Linked DNA regions of Pan troglodytes: region 1 is linked to region 2. A link is a contact called in public Hi-C data. All regions are on one chromosome and are shown on one strand. The core of a region is the stretch at or near the end of the contact, and the rest is flanking DNA. Distances in the headings are between cores, read along the strand shown. Region 1 holds the start of ONECUT2 (one cut homeobox 2). Region 2 has its middle 25 kb from the start of BOD1L2.

Region 1 (2,947 bases), core at 318-2,817, 320 kb before region 2:
GGCGGACATGCGCTGGAACTCGGGCTCCTGAAGCCACTTCCACATCCTGCGGAAGGTCTCCCTGCCAGATTTGAGTTTACTCCACGGTTTTGGATTCCGGAGCAGGTCGGAGAGAGTCCCCTGAGACCGGCACAGCACCCTCTGCGCGAAGATCGCCTGGGGGATACTGTAGCGCTTCAGCTCCGCTGTGATGCGCTGGGCCACCTCTTTGGTGTTGATTTCTTCCAGCTGGCCCGACGTGGCCACCTGCGAGCCCGATGAGGACGAGGGTGGCCGCTCGCGACTGGGTGCCAGCACCGGCCCGTGAGACTGAGTGTGGCCCGGGTGGTGCAGGCCGTTCAGGTGCGACATCATGGCCGCAGGTGGGGTGCCCAGGCCGCGGGACAGGTGTTGCTCACCGCGGGTCAGCATGGCAGTGTGGTGCGCGTCGAAGTTGGGGCTGAGCATTTTGTCGTGGCCCGGCGGACCGTAGTTGGGCAGACTCTGCTGCGCGTTGTGGAGGCCGCCTAGCCCGTTGCCCAGCGGCGTGGCGGCCAGCGGGGACAGGCTCTGGCTCATGCCGGGCATCTCCTTGTAGGGACTGTAGAGGTTGTTCATGGCCGGGAGCCCGCGCTCGTCGCGCATGAGGGTGAAGCTGCCGCTGACGTTGCCGGACAGGCGCTGGTGGTGGTGGTGGTGGTGGTGGTGCGGATGGTGGTGCGGGTGAGGGTGGTGGAACTTGTCAGACACGGTGGAGATGGGTGGCAGCGGCTGGAGCGGTGTCAGCGTGGTGTAGGTGTTGCTCATGCCCATGCCAGGCGGAGACGAGTCGCAGGACATGCTCATGGCGTGGTGCAGCGGGATGGAGAGCTCGGGCCGGTAGTCGCCGCCGTCCAGGATCGAGGCCATGCTGGTGACCATGGCCGAGCGCGACGCCGCCGCTGCCGCCGCTGCCGCCGTGCCCAGCTCCTGGTGCGCGGTTGGAGGCGGCGGAGGGCCCCGCAGCGAGCCAGCGGCGCCGCGGCCCGCGTGGTGGGGGCTGGGGCTGGCCAGCAGCTCCTGCTCATGGCCCGGGCCCCCGCCGCCGCCCCCGCCGCCCCCGCCGCCGCCCCCGCCACTGCCGCCGCCGGCCGGCCCGTGCAAAGTGCCCAGACTTTCCATTGTCAGCTCCGGGTTCATGGCGCAGCCTTCTAGGTCTTTGGTGAGGCATCGATAGGCGGTGTAGGCAGCCTTCATTCAGTCCATTGGGGCCCGGGGGCGACAGGGGCGGCGGGGGCGGCCGGCGGGCGGGCAAGGCGCGCGTGGCGGGGCTCGGCTGCGGGAGTGGGGGCGGGCGCGAGAGTGCGGGAGTGAGTGGAGGGGAGTGCGCGTGCGGGTGTGCGCCCCGGGCTGCGGGCGGGCTCGCCCGGGGTGGGGGCGGGGTGGGGGCGGACGGGGCGTGCGTGCGGGAGAGGGGAGGGGACGGGGAGGGAGGGAGGGATCACCGGGCCCCGCCGCTCGGGCCGGCTCGCAGCCTCGCCATGTCCGAGCCCGCTCCGGCGCCGACGTCTTCTGTTTGGGTGAGCGGGAGCTGTCCAGAAGGGCTCTGCCGCTCGCCGGGGCAGCCAACCTACCCTCCCGGACCTGGGGCGGGGCCACGCCCGACGGGCGCCACGCGCAACCACTCCGAGGCCGCAGCTGCCCCGGGAGGCGGGCCTTCCACGGGAAGCTACCAGTGGCTGTGGAGGGGGCGGGGCCGCGCTTTTCAGGTTTGGCTGACGGCTCGGTGCCTTTTTTACCTCCTTTGCTACTGGAATCAAACGTCAAGGAGAGGGAGGGAGGAGAAGGGGGGGGTCGCTGGGGAGAGGGAGGCTGGAGTGCGAGCGAGCGAGAGAGATTCGGTGAAAGATGCCGTGCTGTGTCCCCCCTGAGCAGCTGCGATCTGGGGGAAGGGGCATTGCTTCAATCGCCTTCGCCTCACCCCAAAGCTTTCCTGGAGGCGAGTAAGCCGGGAGCAAAAGACTCCGTTATGTGCCAGTGTAGACAAACACTCGTCACTAACAAGCCACTTCCCGAGAGTCCCTAGCTGGGAGCCAATAGTTTAGCCTTTTAAAATGCAGGCGCTAATGTATTCTAATGCATGGTAAATTCCCGAGGCCGGGACATGCATAATCTACGCGGTCAGAGCAACTGTAGCGCCCTCGCCGCCAGCGAGCTGCGGCCGGCCGGCGGCCCACGGGCGGCGCGGGCAGCAGTAATGCATGCAAAGTTAACACAATAACATCATTTAATTACCCGGTGAGCCCATAAATCTCAGTTATGAGGCTTCCGAAGAGCCCTGCTAGATTGCAAAACAAAACTAGAATTCCGGGAGCTGCCGTTTCAAGGTGACCAAGTGCTTTCTGCATCAGCGACTTGGAAAGAAGTGGGGAGAGTGTAGAACCGGTGAGGTGGAGGTGAGGAGGGTCGCTGGTGTCCCAAGTGAGCAAACTTCTCCTGGGGGCAGAGAGTAAGCAAACCAGCTGAGACGGCAACCACGGACCTTTCTCCTAACACGCGACACACACACGCGCGCGCACACACACACACACACACTCCCGCTTCTCTCGAATCCCGGGAGAGGAACGGCGGTGGGCAGACGACAAGGAATCCTGGCTGACATCTGCATATTCAAACCTTGTTTCTGAAAAGACCAGCGCCCCGGCCAGCCTGAGAAAGCTCACAAGCCAAGGCTTTAAAAACCGCACCTACGTCTTCCTAGAATTTCCGTTGTTTGGCAACCCCAGGTCTGGAGGTGGGAGTGGAACTGGGGGACAGAGAGTTGGAGATTTCTGCAGTCCGAGTGGGGGTGGAGGGGTAGTTGAAGACAGAGAGGCCAACACCCGGCATAAAGCCTTAAACGTAACAAGATTCTTCCAAAGCAGGTTGCGCTCTGTTTGCCTCCGAAGATTCAAGCTAGCTGAGGTTGCGCAGATGTTGCCTTTGTTTA
Region 2 (2,700 bases), core at 65-2,564:
AAAGAAGGCTGGAAAATTGGGGGAGTGGCAAAGAGACATACCATCTGCCGGAGGAAAAACCGTCTGCCCTGTGATATTGACATCCCAAGACTGCAGCTCCTATAGAGGTGAAGTCCAAATGTAAACCGCAGGCTAAAGTATCTATACAAACCATTCACAAACAAATGAGCCCCTGGTGCTTCCAGCAGAAGCAAATGTAAAACCTCTCTGTAAATTTCCACCACCCAGGGGAAGGGGACACCCACAGGAAGAAAGACCTCCGATGAGAAGTCAAAAGTGTAAGATGATAGGAAGATAGGACCCACTCCGAGGAAGGCAATGGACTGCACTCCTGGCTGATTTTTCTTCAGCACACTCATACTTGTTTGTTTTTCATTTGTCTTCCTTACTAGTATTTAAGCTCGAGTATTGGGATTCGGTTTTTCATTGCTCTATCCTCAAAGCCTAGAACAATGGCAGGTGCATACTAGGCATCCAATAAATATTGATTGGACTTTGATAAAAACAATAATACATATTGTTTATGGCTATGTCGTAGATAACATATGAAGCCTGGGTAGGAAAGGAGTCCAGTAGTATCAGGAGAGAGGCTCCCTCGGAGAGGAGAGAGAAGGCACAGGATGGGGTTGGGGATGCTGGAGCTCTCCGACTCTGTAACAGCTTTTATTTCTTTAAAAAATTACTGGAAGACTTTTGGCAACATATTAACGTTTGTTATATCTGGGTGGTGGTTCTATAGGAGCCCTACAGTATTCTTTGTCTGCTTTTCTGTGTGTTTGAAATATTTCAAAATTTAAAAGAAAAATACATACAGGTATTTGAGGAATGAAGGAGCTTCTAATCCAGTCATGGGGCCTGGGGGCTGCCCTGATCCCCCTATTGCATTTGGACCATGGCCCTGATTAAATCCAACAGCCCAAGGTACAGGGGGTGCCCGGTTTGCACTCAGACTTCTTGATTGCAGAGATGGGCAGTGGAGGAGAGAAGGCTCTGCGACGTGGCTTCCCTGGGACAATCCCCCAGGGGTGAACGACAGGCTCTTTGCTGGGTTGCGCTTCCGGGTGCAGCTAGGAAGAAGGGAGGTTGCTTCCACTCCTACTTTGGGATTGATGAAAACGATCACTCATAGACTTCTCTGCAAAACTGTAGGAACCCGACTAAAGGCGCCAGCTACCAAAGCATCTTGCAGCCAGTTCGGGATTTCTGTGGGTCTTTCACCCAGCTGGCTGGCAGGATCCTCTCACCGAGTGGAGCCCGGCCCCGATCCCGCCTCGGGAGGCCGGGGAAAGCGCACCCCCTACTGGGCTCCTTCCTGGGCCAGGGTCGCCGCGGGACCGGGGGCTGCGACCCGGCCGCTGACCGGGCTCAGGCCACGCTCAGCAACGCACGTGCACTCCCAGAAGCGCTGGAAGTGGGGGGCTGGGGGCTGCTTCTGCCCTGCCTCCCCTGAGTTTGCGGGCGGCGGTTAGGGCGTGGAAGGAGGTCCAGGAACCTCACGTTTTCTGGCTACACAAAGACCACTCCGCTTTCCCGAGCAGCTCAAGCCAGCAGAAAGCAGGAAGCCGCCGTCTCCTCTCTCTGGCCATTCCCACTGCCCCTCCCCAAAGTGGGCTGCAAGGAAAATGGAGCCCATCAGCTCTAGGGATCTCTCTGGGCCTTGATTGATTCTGTTTTTGCGCCTTACAAATGATCGCTGGCCTGCTGGTTAAGCAAGCCAAGTAAACCTTTGCTAAGTACTTAGGCAACTTAAGCACCTGGCCTGGGAGATACAGGCCTAGTCTAAGGAGCTCTGTCCAGTAGAAATCTAAAAAGCAAGCCACATATGCAATTTTAATTTTTCTAGTAGCCACATTAATAAACGTACAAAGAAATAAGTAGAATTAATTTTTCAATTAATAGACTTTACTTTATAAAAATCAGTTTTAGGTTTACAGAAAATTTGAACAGGAAGTTCAGAGTTCCCATATAGCACCCCTGCCATACATACTCAGGCCTGCGCACTCGCGTGCACACACATGCACACACACTTCACACTTCCCCTACTAGCATCTTCCATTAGTGTGGTACATTTATTACAATTGATGAACCGATGTTCATACATTGTTGTTAACTAAAGCCCATAGTTTACATTAGGGCTCACTGTGTTGTATACTTCTATGGACTTTAACAAATGTATAAATGACATGTGTTACCAATGTAGAATCATACAGAATAGTATCACTGCTTTAAAAATCCCTATGATCCACCTGTTCCTCCATCCTTGCCTCCCCTCCCCAACCCTCTGGTAACAACTGATCTTTTCACTGTCTCCATAGTTTTGCCTTTCCCAGAGTGTTAAATAAGCAGAATCTTACAATGTATAGTTTTTCAGTATGGTTTCTTTCACTTAGCAATATGCATTTAAAGTTCCTCCATATCTTTTCACAGCTTGAGAGCTCATTTCTTTTTTGCACTGAATAATATCCATTTTATGAATGCATTCGTTTTTTTTTAATTCATTCATCTACCAAAGGACATCTTGGCTGTGAAATTAATTTTTAATAATATATTTTATTCAATATAGCCAAAATACCATTTCAACATTCACTCAATATTTTTAAATGATCGCACTACTTTACATTCTTTTTTTTATACTAAGTCTTTAAAATCCACAGTGTGTATTTTATATTTATAGCACATCTCAACTTGACTTGCCACCTT

Evidence for each region. A called contact is a pair of places that touch in the nucleus more often than the background predicts.
Region 1: a contact with region 2 is called in a Hi-C map of induced pluripotent stem cells, with 2.8 times the contacts expected there. The contact joins the promoter of ONECUT2 here to the enhancer-like site in region 2. A contact is called at or near these places in 1 of 7 Hi-C or Micro-C datasets (induced pluripotent stem cells) and 1 of 1 datasets of contacts at active chromatin or transcription factors (stem cell-derived excitatory neurons).

Annotation. Positions count from the first base shown.
Region 1 is chr17:67,499,228-67,502,174 of NHGRI_mPanTro3-v2.0_pri, reverse strand. It overlaps ONECUT2 (one cut homeobox 2), which reads right to left and starts at 1,567. Exons shown (of 2, transcript XM_009434127.5): 1 at 1-1,567. The coding sequence starts at 1,215.
Region 2 is chr17:67,180,470-67,183,169 of NHGRI_mPanTro3-v2.0_pri, reverse strand. No RefSeq gene overlaps it. Among named protein-coding and RNA genes, the nearest start is that of BOD1L2, 25 kb to the left of the region's middle. Within about 2 kb of position 1,314, at least 3 of the 24 cell types and tissues checked have an H3K27ac peak or open chromatin away from gene starts, as enhancers often do. A contact at or near this core is called in induced pluripotent stem cells, where this site is marked.